Linked DNA regions of Sus scrofa: region 2 is linked to region 1. The links are chromatin contacts, called in public HiChIP or PLAC-seq maps. All regions are on one chromosome and are shown on one strand. Each heading gives the region's core, a stretch centred on a gene start, on an enhancer-like site or on the middle of the called end of the contact. The rest is flanking DNA. Distances are from core to core; before and after follow the strand shown.

Region 1 (5,915 bases), core at 2,311-4,810:
TATTATTAACAGCATATTTTGGATATGTTTTAGAATAAATGTTATTTTTGCAATAGAAAATAGAGTCGCAGAGTTCCTCTGTGCACAGTGAGTTAAGGACCCTGCCTTGTCACTGCTGTGGTGAGGGTTTGATCCCTGGCCCAGGAAATTCCACATGCCCAAGGTGTGGCCAAAAAGAAAAAGGGCTTCCCTTCTCCTCCCCACACACACATTAGCTCAAGTTGAAACACGAATTCAGTCTAATTTCCCTCTCACCTCCTTCAAATCCTGTCCATCAGAGCCCCGTCCCTGCTCTTGTCCTGCCTCTGCCGGGCTCTGGTCTCATCAGCACTCGCTCCATAGCTTCTTGGTCTCGTAAGTCTGTCTCCATGCTTCCATCCTCTTCTTCTTTTAACACGTGCTCCACACCAGCACCTGTTACCTGGGTTAAGCCAGTGACCTGATCTGTGGGTGCCATGGAGAATAAACTGCCAATGGCATCTCCCTCACCCAAAGCGTCTTACTGTAACACACAAACTCACTTTGCAAAAAGACCCCAGGACACCTTTCAGTCTCACAGCCAGGCATGCCCTCTGAAGGACCATTTTGCACCGAAGTATCTACAGCAGGATATTCCAAAGGGAAATTCTCCCCTCTCAAAAGACACCACATACCAGAGAGAGTGTGTGGCTGATCTGGGCTACCAGCCATAGCAGAGGAGATAACCGGCCTGAGCTTCTTAACCACACCCCCACTTTGAGGAGATTAAAAGTGGTCCTGAGTGTGCAGAGAGGGGATTTTTGTGGGATATTTGCACTGGAGAGGGCTGTTGTCATGCAGAGTCTTCCCCTACCTTTTGGAAGAGGGGAAGGGGGTCTGAGGGGCCAACTTTCTAAACAACCTCTTCAAGGAAGGACTTGTTGCCTCGGGCACTTGGAGGGCTGGTGGCACACTGCCATCAGATATCAGGCCTTCAGGGATTCCCTCGGATGCAGAGAAAAACCTATCGCTATCTTTTAATAACCTATGACGGAAAAGAATCTGTAACAAGAATATGTATATTCAATTGCATATATATCTAACTGAATCATTTTGCTCTACACTTGAAACTAACATATTGTACATTAACTATACTTCAATTTTTAAACATTTTAAAAATTAAATTAAAAATATGGAAAAAAATATTTATGATCTTGTGAGATTTTCGACAAGAGCTCCATGTACCTTTGGTTTTAATAAATGCTTTGAAATTAAGAAACAAAAACAAAAACATATCTCATGATTACTGTGCTATCAGGATGGCCCACACACATTCAGTGAAGGACCCAGTGGCACATAAGGCCAAGCTATTTCAGCCTACCAAGTCCAATGCCATGGACTATTTTAGTGCCAGAGCTTCCTGTGCATCAGCTGAGGCTGTCCTGAGGCCTTGCTCTCAGCTCCACCTCTCTCCCTGCTCAATCCTGCATCATTCCCTTCCTTTCAACAAGTGCTGATTCCAGGACTTTTCCCAGTAAACATTTTTACATATTAAACTTCACCTCAGAGCCAGCTTCTAGTGGAATCAATGGTGTGTTCTAGTTGTTTGCTTTCAAATATATCTCCCTGCTAGACTTTCAGTCACGTTAAAGCAGAGATGAATCTTAACACATCTTTCCATTACTAAGATCTGGCTCCTGAGAAAGGGCTTAACCCTTTCATTTAACCTAAGGCATCAATCTAGGACAAGAAAATAAAATGTGAGATTTCAAATCAGCAAAGGAAGATTTTTCTCACTGCAAAACCAAAATACTTTTCTTTTTCTACTTTCACACCCATGAGAGACTTTTCCTAAAAACCCATGGCCAATGGCTCCAACTCATTCCTCCTTATAGAAGTGGAGTTACTTACCAGGTTACTAGGTAACCACCTAAAACAAGGAAGCTTGTCCACTTGTATTTGCATAGAGAAAGAGCTTAAATGTTCTGACTTCTCTCAACCCTCACTCCTCCCCAGGGGAGGAGAAGCCTTCTCTTCTCAGGAGGTAAGTTTGGTAAAAAGAACCTCTCCTCTCTCTTCCTCAGCTTATTTGGAATCCACCTGCCTAACAAAGGCTGATTGTCTTCTCTCTTTCTAGAAGCTATAGAGGATGAAGTATGTAGTTGCTCCAGAGAGAAAATCGGTATATTTATTTACTTTAGGAGCGGAATATTAGCAAGCTTGCTCAGAAGACACACCTGTATTAGTTATCTATTGCTTAGGGGGGAAATTGCCCCAAACTTAGCAGTTTAAAACAATGTACTATCTCACAACAGTTTCTGTGGGTTGGGAATCTTGATGTGGCTACTTATCTGGACCCTCTGCTGCAGGATCTCTCGTAAGGGTGCAATCAACGTGTCAGCCAGAGCTGAGGTCTCATCTGAAGTCCCAACTGGAGAAATATTTGTTTCAGAGCTCATACAATTGTTGATAAAAATCAGTTTCTTGCGGAATATTGAATGGAGAGCTTCAACATTCATTCACTGTTGTCCAGAGGCAGCCCTCAATTTCTTGTCACTTGGAGAGTGTCTCCAGTTTGCTTCATCAAAGCCAGGGAGGGAGAGAGGCAGTAAACAGAGCCTGCTGACAAGGTGGAAGCTATAATCTTACATCCAGAATCATCACCTTTGTCATATTTTATCATTAAAGCAAGTTACTTGGTCTTGCTCACACTCAGGGGGAGAGGATTACACATGGACATTCATTCCAGGAGACCAGGAGGTGGATATCATTAGCAATCATAGCAGGAGCCACCTTCTATAACCCTTAAGACCCAATGTCTGGCAGTTTATCGAAAATCATAAGAGTGATATTTTTATCCCCATTAGTCTGACTCCAGTGCCCATCTTTTCATTCATTCCAATCTCAGGAGGGGAAGAAAGATGCTATTTATTGCTCCCCCTCAAGTTACCAACACGCATCTCTGTGATTATTCAAATCACAGCTGGACCACGTCTCAGTGGGGGAAGCACTGGTTGATCTCCAACACCCTTTATTTTTTTGAATTTTATTTTTATTAAAGTAGAGTTGATTTACAATGTTGTGTCAATTTCTGCTTTACAGCTTAATGACCCAGTCATGATTTTTCTCATACTACTTTCTATCATGTTTTATCCCAAGAGATTGGATATAGTTCCCTGTGCTGTACCGTAGGACCTCATTGCTTATCCATTCTCACTATAATAATTTGCATCTACCTACCCCAAATTCCCATCCATCCTACGCCCTCCTCCTTCCCCCTTGGCAACAAAAAGTCTATTCTCTATGCTCCTGAGTCTGTTTCTATTTTGTAGATCTAACTCCCTTTCTTGAGTACTCAGTTATGCCAGTGTGAGGGAGAATCTCCTTGAGCATCTTAACCTTATCATGTAGCCAAAATGCACTGCACTTATCCTTACAGGAACTTGAGAGAATTCACCCCATGTCCACATGGGGACCAGTGATCTCATGTAACCACACACTAAGGCCAAATGTATACTTGTCATGCCAGCTCCCAGGAGACAGAAATACCAAAGACTCATGTGACCCTGGAGGAACAGAACCAGAGAACTAGTGACGCCAAAATCCAAACTGCGTCTCTGTCACGGAGACGCGTTGAGAAGTGTGCCATGCACTTATCACCACAAAGGTCCTGTCTGTATTGAAGCAAATCCAAAGAAGAGGATTGGCTGAATTACACAAGCCCTCCTGTGCTCAGGAGGCATTCTCAAGTGCCATGCGTAAGGTACTGACATTTATACTCTGGAAAAGGGCTCCAGAGCTAAATTGGAAGGAGCTAAGTGTCACCTGGGACATTGGTATACCCTGCTCCTCTAAGAAATTGAAATTAATAAGCTCTAATGAAAGAGGAGCCAATTGTGTGTAAGGTCAAACTTCATAAGCCTACCTTGAGAACAGAGACCAGGTTATTCCCTTACCACCAAGACCAATGGATTGCCATATGCATAAGAGTGTTTTACAGTTGTGTGTTTAGTTGAATCATAGCTAAGTTTTTGTTTGCTGCTGTTGTTTGGCTACTAACAGCATTTTCAATTCTTAATTTTTACCTGTGTTGCAATATATGTCATTGCCACATAAGAATTCTAAATAGGAGTTCCCATCGTGGTTCAGTGGTTAACGAATCCGACTAGGAACCATGAGGTTGCGGGTTCGGTCCCTGCCCTTGCTCAGTGGGTTAAGGATCCAGCGTTGCTGTGAACTTCGGTGTAGGTTTCAGACACGGCTGGGATCCCGTGTTGCTGTGGCTCTGGTGTAGGCCAGTGGCTACAGCTCTGATTAGACCCCTAGCCTGGGAATCTCCATATGCCGCAGGAGCGGCCCTAGAAAAGGCAAAAAGACCAAAAAAAAAAAAGAATTCTAAATAGATAAGGAGCTACTAGACAGTTTTAAAATTATTTAATCAAAACATTTATCAAGAATACCAGAACAAGAACCACAGCCGGTAATTGAAGCTAAATGCTAAATTGTATGCATGTGTCTTGCTGCATTGTGAAGATGGACATCTATGTGCAAACAGGCAAATAAATATCTTGAGAAATCCCCTAAACATTATTTTTTAAAAGGTTTTTTAACTTTGTTTGGTTTTGTTTTTTGTTTTTCATTTGTTTGTTTGTTTTTTTGGCTGTACCCCCTGTATGTGGAAGTTCCTGGGCCAAGGATCAAACCCACGCCATAGCAGTGACCTGAGCCATAGTGGTGACAATGCCAGATCTTTAGTCCACTGAGTCGCTAGAAAACTCCTCCTATACTTTGGATTACACCATGGCTTAGTGAGTGCTAGCCTTTTGGTTCTGCACCTTTGGAAAACACAGGCCACTTCTCCAGAAAATGGTGCTACCTTGAAATTTCAAGAAGCCATGTGCTCTAGAGTTGGACTCTCCATCGTCTAGAGCAAAGTTGTCCAATGGATGTTTCCGAGATTATGGCAATGTTTTATTCTACATTGTCCCATACTGCAGGCACCAGGCATGAGCAGTGACTGAGCACTTAAAATGTGGCTAGCGAACCTAAATATGAAACTATTTAATTTTATTAAATTTAACTATTCACATGTGGTTGGTGACTACTATATCAGACAGCACAATTACTAGAGATTTGCTATTCAACATGTAGTCTGGGAACCAGCAGCAGCCTTGGCTTCACTCACTGCTTTTCTAATAGACACGCAGAATCACAGATCTACAGACAGAATCTGCATTTTAACAAGATTCCCAGGTGATTTGCATACACATTGGAATTTGAGAAATGCTGCTCTAAAATATTTCTTCATAAGACTGATTACTTCCTGGCTCTCTAAGGGAAGACAACCCAAATCTTTTTTTTTGAATCAAAAAAGTGGAGAATACAGTATTATTTCAGTACCCTTCCTAGACAGACCCCAAGGTAGAGGGATGACCTCAACACGAAAATTTCTAGAATGCTCTAAAATGTGATCTGTGCCCAATCTCATTCAACCAATACCCTCTTTCTTCCCCATTTGGGCTGGCTTTACATGTGAGCTTCATAAGCGCATTTTTTTTTTTTTTTTTTTGGCTGTGCCTATGACATGTGGAAATTCCTGGGCCTAAGATCCAAGGCAAAACAGAGCAATGAACCTGGGCCACAACAGTGACAACATCAAATCCTTAACTGCCAGGCCATTAGGGTATTTGGCAAAAGATTTCCACTGACCCTAGGAAGAGGCCTCTGTATCCATGACACTTCTTGCCATTGAAATCAGTTTGCTAATACTTTCCTTAATAAAGATCAAGCTTCAAAAGTTCATACCCTGTAAGGCTTATATGCAAGTTGCACTAGTCTAGTACAAACCACAGTATGAATTATCTGAGTACTAAATGTGATAAGAAAGCTCGAGGAAGGGCACCCCTCAAAGTGGAAAGGAAGAGAAATAGCAGAGGTGAAGAAAGAGAGAACAAAGG
Region 2 (5,915 bases), core at 2,523-5,022, 230 kb after region 1:
CAGTCTGGAAGGGTCACTCTGCGTAGTCAGCCTCCTGGGAGAATCCGAATCCCCTAAGAACTCAGTGGATCCCACCTGGTATAGATATGTCTCTACAAAAACCTGAGCAGACACTTTAACTCAAGACATTATAAAGAGTCCATTAAGGGAGTTCCCATTGTGGCTCAGTGGTTTAATGAATCTGACTAGGAACCATGAGGTTGCAGGTTCAATCCCTGGCCTCGCTCAGTGGGCTTAGGATCGGGCATTGCCCTGAGATGTGGTGTAGGTCGCAGATGCAGCTCAGATCTGGCGTTGCTGCGCCTCTGGTGTAGGCAGGCGGCTTCAGCTCCGATTGGACCCCTAGCCTGGGAACCTCCATATGCATGAATGCAGCCCTAGAAAAAGACCAAAAAAAAAGAGTCCATTGAAAGTGAGGAAACTCACACTATGAGGTTAAAAAGAAAAAGCATGTACACACACACCCACAGGACCACAGCCACCACCACCACACCCAGAAAGCAAACCACAGACTCCGTTCTGTAAAGTTCTGGTGTTCACTTCCAAGCCTTCCTCACCAAGGAGCTGGCGAACATTCTTAGGCAGATAAGCGTAAGGGGCCTGTCCCTGGCCTAGCCCATCTGTATCCTTTCCTGCTGCCATAGTCCCAATTTTGTCACCTGAAGACCTATTCCCAGGAGCGGTCCTGGGGGTGTTTCTCTGTAGCAGGTCATTTCACATCTGCTACGAATGATGCTCAGTCTGCAGTTGCTTTAACTGGCAATTTTAGTTCTTCAGTCTTTACCAAGCAGAGCCCTACAGCATTTACTTTCATTGCAGCCTCTGAGATACCAGCACCTGTTTGACAAGACTCGTGGCTGGGCTTTTGCAGACACCCTAGCTCTGTCTTTATTCTTCAATCTCACCCCTGAGGTTCTGTCCAGCCTCCTCCAAGGGACTGCAGCCTTTGGAAGGGTTTTTAAAGCTACTGAATTTAACTTACAGTCTGAATCCAGATTGAAAGAGGTTTCCCAGATAAGTGGACTTCTTAATGTTCCCCAAAGCCCAGAGTTTAACCCTTTTGTTCCTGCAGACTCTTAGGCAACACCATGGATTCTCATCGATAGGGTCAGGACACTGTGGATATTAGGTTTCAGAAGTCTTGGAAATAATTCATTGCTGACATTGGAAAATGATTGACCTTAATAAAAGCCAATCTCAAGTTGCTCCTGTAACAGCGAGAGTTCTAGTCACCTTTTTTTTTTTGTGGGAGAGAGCTGTGGATTGCGCTGGGAATAAAAGGTAGCCTAAGGCCTATTTCTCTAGGCTCCAGGCTCTTAATTCTTGTGATGGCAAAAACTTACAGGAGTTCCCTTCGTGGCTCAGCAGAAACAAATCTGACTAGTATCCATGAGGGTGCGGGTTGGATTCCTGGCCTCAATCTGTGGGTTAAGGATCCGGTATTGCCATGAGCTGTGGTGTAGGTCGCAGGCGAGGCTTGGCTCTGGTGTTGTTGTGGCCGTAGCATAGGCTGGCAGCTACAGCTCCAATTCGACCCCTAGCCTGGGAACCTTTTGGTGTCCCAGTACAGTCTGAGTGCATCCACGGAAAGTGTAGCACGTGGAAATGTCCATTAATCATACGAATAGACGAAGGAATGGGGAGAAGAGAACATTTAAAATGCCATCTACTCTTGATCAGTTTTACAATCAACCTGTGCCACATAAATCTAGAACTATCCATTCTAAGCATGACTATAAGAAATGGCCAATATTTGCATTTCTGACCCGCAAAAGTGGCAGTTTCCTTTGGTTCACGTTCAGACTATGCATATTGCATTAAAACAAGCTGGGGAAGAGAGCAACAAAAATCAGCCAATCCTACCTTACGAGCCGGCAACAGGGGAAGGAGGCTGCCCGAAATGTTTTCGTTTTGTTTTGGTTTGTTTTGTTTCGTCCCATTTTTAACCAAAAGGACTTCAACAATACACAGTGCTATAAATGCTTCCTTGTTTTTACCCATGTTTGGGTATATACATCTGAGAATAGCAGTGGAATTTCTTCCTTAGCTCTGGACCCTTCATCACTGTACAAAAACAAACAAACAAAAATGCATCAACAGAATGTAAGAATGGTTGGTCAAAGTCCTCTAGAAGTGGAAAGCTATTATTTTAAAGTTTCTGAGGAAGCATCTACCAGAGAGGAATAAATTATCCCTTCACTTGAACTTCTCTGCATTTCTCCATCAGTACAGGGTGCTATTATACCTGCCACTATAATTTGACCCCAAAATACAAAGAAACATGAGATAAAGTGCATGAAGGGTTTAGAAGAATGATTCTATTCTTTTCCTTTTTTTGTTGGGTTTCCATTCCTCAGGTTAATCTGATTGTTGTTTTTGCAAGGAGGGAATTCACCAAATACATTATAAATAAGCATTACCATGCTCAAAATCCTTCCGTATGGGAAGTTTTCTTTCCTTAATGCATTTACCTGTGTATGTAGAACCAGGTCGTCTTCCATTGCTAAGACAATAACAATTACTACTTCCAAACGAAGGTGCGACATTAAATAGTTTAAATGCTGGCAGCCTCTCTCTGCTTCTTTTTAATATTAAACTTCCACAGAAATGCTCAGTTCTTCAGCTCTTGCCTTTTAGTTAAAATCTACACATTGTGGACATACCTTAAACATGTTCTTGGGTGAAGGCTGATGAGGATCGGAACATGTATTAGGGGATATCGTTACCTGTCGACATTTCCAGAAGACTTCAATCCTCTAGGAGGAAGGGAAAAACATGCTTAATGCTTAATTGGTCATTCCTTGACTACTGAACAATAACCATGCCATGCATTTTTTTTTAAACACACCAGTGGCAGGGTTGGTTGTATGAGGCATGAGTCTGCATGGCTGCTGTAACAAAATGCCTCAGACTGGATGGTTTGACCAGCAGACATTTATTTCTCACGACAGAGTCCTGGAGGCTAGAAAGTCTAAGATCAAGGTGCAGCTGATTCAGTTCTTGACCAGGGATCTCTTCCTGGCTTGCAGATGGCTTCCTTCTTATGTCCTCACATGGTGGAGAGAGAGACAAAACTCTGGTGTCTCCTTCTCTTCTGATAAGGGCACTAACCCCATGGTGAGGCCCCTACCCACATGACCTCATCAAAATCTAATTACCTCCCAAAGGCCCACCTCCAAAGGCTGCCACTTTGAAAGTAAGGGCTTCAACACATGAACCTTGGCTGGGCTGGAATGGGGAGGACAGTTCACGCAGCATGAGTTAGCAACCCCACCAAAATCTTAAGAGTTCTAATTCATCTGAGAAAGCAGCTTTCTAGACATCTGAATTTAACAAATACTAATAAAATACAGAGACGGCCATTCTTAAACGAATGTCTTTAGTGTTCTAGACAAATCACCTCTTTGGTAAACTATGGCTACACACCAAGAAGTTTATATTACCTTTTCCTGTAGCATTTATATTTCCTTATCTTTTACTCATTCTCTCTTTTTTTTTTTAATAATTGGGTTTAGTGTGCTAAAAATAGCCCATGTTGCACTGTTTTTCCTTCTAGCTTCGTTACAAACTGATTTCTAATTGTCTTTGAGACTAGGAAATTCTCATGTGAATGCACTCAGCATATTTGACTGAAACTCAGGCATGCATTAATGCAACCTTGGATTGGGGGGGGGGGCATAGCTCTTGTGACCCCTTCAGCTCTGCCCCTCCATCCCTCCTTAGTCATACACCCTTTGGGGATTTATTTCTGCCCAGTGTACAATCTGGGTATTAAATGCTCTGAGTTGCTATAATTAAAGAGACTCTATTTTTAGTTACAAACTGTTTCCCTGAGATACATACAACTGCTCATTAATCCTGGGAGCCTTTTTCACAAAGCTTGTGTTCTCGACTTTTTTTTTTTTCCAATGCCCAATAGACTCATGAGGGAAAATACGAACACTGGTTATATTTAGTTTTCTCCTCAACCATGTCAAACCCTAAATTGAGAGGAAGTTATAAATACACTGCAAAAAAGTGTTCTCTCTTTCCTTTAAGCAGTATTTTAGTGCCCCCCAGGATTGTGGTGTAAAGGGCAGAGAGGAGCCTGTATTAAAATGAGAGATGAAGTAAATTAAACTTCAGCCTTTTGAAGGCGTTGTCCAGTCCGCGGGGCTGATCACACTCTGTGGCGTGGAAGAGTGTCTCAGACATAGTAGGCGTTTGTCCAATATTTATGGGGACCAGAAGGATTGACCACATGTAGCAGCTATGCAGAAAAGGCCCATTGCTTGAATGAATATAACATTTTGCCTAGTTGACCCTTTGAGAGCAGAGGGAATGTTCTCTGAAGCAAATTCCTTGAAGAGGTGAGCACTACAAAGCCACAAACCGTCCAACACCTTCCCAACAATGGATCCAGCCATCAATTTCAGTTTGCAAGTGGTCTCAGCGGCTTCCAGGGTGGTAGTGAGCTTTCACTTGCAAAGAGGCATTCCTGGGTTTGGAACTTCTAGCTTAGGAATGTTCTGATACCCGCTGCCAAGCAGTTGCCCCATGATCAATCCCATCTCTCTGCCTCCAGCTCAGAACCCATTTCCTAAGCTCTCTCGGGCCTGGTGACAAGTACCAGGAACCCATCTGACACCCTCTCAGGCACCTCTTCCATCCTTCTCAAAGGGCTCAGACGCAACATGACCCTCCACACCCGCTGTTTGCCACCTCTCACTGCAGTCTGGGGTGTGTTGTAACGTGAGGGCAGGGCTTGACAGTCAGGAGGCTGGCGTTTATATCCAGACTCATCTATTACATGGAAGGAGCCGAGGTAGTGCCTTAAGTGAAGTGTTTCATCTCTAAATGTTGATTCCCCTAGGTGAGGCATAGAGGAAACAGCCTACTCATAAGGCTGCTGTGAGAATTCCATGAACTAATTCATATAAATAATCTAGTTCAGTTCCCAGCCCTGGAAGGAAAGTCTGTGTAAGTGGAGACCATTGTTACTCACAAGTCTGTGAACTGCCCCCCCAGCATCATCATAAACCTGAACGTCTTCCTTTTCTCTCTTTCAACTTCTGTCCATCATGCAGTAATCTCTTTCCCCCTCTCCATTTTTCTTTCCTTCCTTCTCTTTGTCTTCCTCACAAATCAAAACAAGGCTATGAGTGTTTCCAAGAGCCATATGATTGATAAACCCACAGTCAAGAAAAGGGAAGCCATCAAAGTTCCCATCGTGGCTCAGCAGAAGTGAATCTGACAAGTATCCATGAGGATGCAGGTTCGATCCCTGGCCTTTCTCAGTGGGTTAAGGATCCAGCATTGCCACCAGCTGTGATGTAGGCTGCAGACATGCCTCAGACCTGGTGTTGCTGTGGCTGTGGCATAGGCCAGCGGCTACAGCTCCAATTTAATCCCTAGCCTAGGAACTTCCATATGCTGTGGGTGCAGCCCTAAAAAGACAAAAAAAAAAAAAAAAATAAATAAGAAAAGGGAAGCTATCAATCTGAAATAAAATATCTGAAGTGAAAATAGGACGGGGGTTAATAACTGCAAACACCCTTAACAATAAGTCCAGCATATCCCAAATAACTCTTCAGAATGTTCCCAGAAGTCTCCCAATACTTCTAAGTTTAATCTGCTTTTTTTTTGAGCAGTCGACACTTCAGAACAAAGCAAAACCAAAAGTTGTTTTTTTTTTTAACTTTTCAAACTTCAAACATATTTTTGGAGAGTGGCATCAAATAATGAATACTCATATTTTGATCTGGGTTTCCATTAACAACAAGTACAACAGAAGTCTTTTCTAATATTTTTTGCTGCAAACACACCATCACTGACTCCATGATGGGTAAAAGAGGCTACTAGAGTGTGATCTTGGAAACTGGCAAATTACAACAGCACTTCCATGGAGTACATTTTTCAAGCTCCAAATAAGTGAG

What was found. HiChIP or PLAC-seq counts read pairs in DNA pulled down with a chosen protein or histone mark.
Region 2: a contact with region 1 is called in an H3K27ac HiChIP or PLAC-seq map of skeletal muscle, with 4 times the contacts expected there. The contact joins two enhancer-like sites. A contact is called at or near these places in 2 of 47 Hi-C or Micro-C datasets (heart right ventricle and skeletal muscle) and 1 of 2 datasets of contacts at active chromatin or transcription factors (skeletal muscle).

The regions. Positions count from the first base shown.
Region 1 is chr15:127,962,856-127,968,770 of Sscrofa11.1, forward strand. No RefSeq gene overlaps it. Among named protein-coding and RNA genes, the nearest start is that of IRS1, 340 kb to the right of the region's middle. Within about 2 kb of position 3,561, at least 2 of the 83 cell types and tissues checked have an H3K27ac peak or open chromatin away from gene starts, as enhancers often do. A contact at or near this core is called in skeletal muscle, where this site is marked.
Region 2 is chr15:128,191,364-128,197,278 of Sscrofa11.1, forward strand. It overlaps LOC106506385 (a long non-coding RNA gene), which reads right to left. Exons shown (of 4, transcript XR_001301650.2): 2 at 2,664-2,756; 3 at 1,864-2,064. Among named protein-coding and RNA genes, the nearest start is that of IRS1, 110 kb to the right of the region's middle. Within about 2 kb of position 3,773, at least 1 of the 83 cell types and tissues checked has an H3K27ac peak or open chromatin away from gene starts, as enhancers often do. A contact at or near this core is called in skeletal muscle, where this site is marked.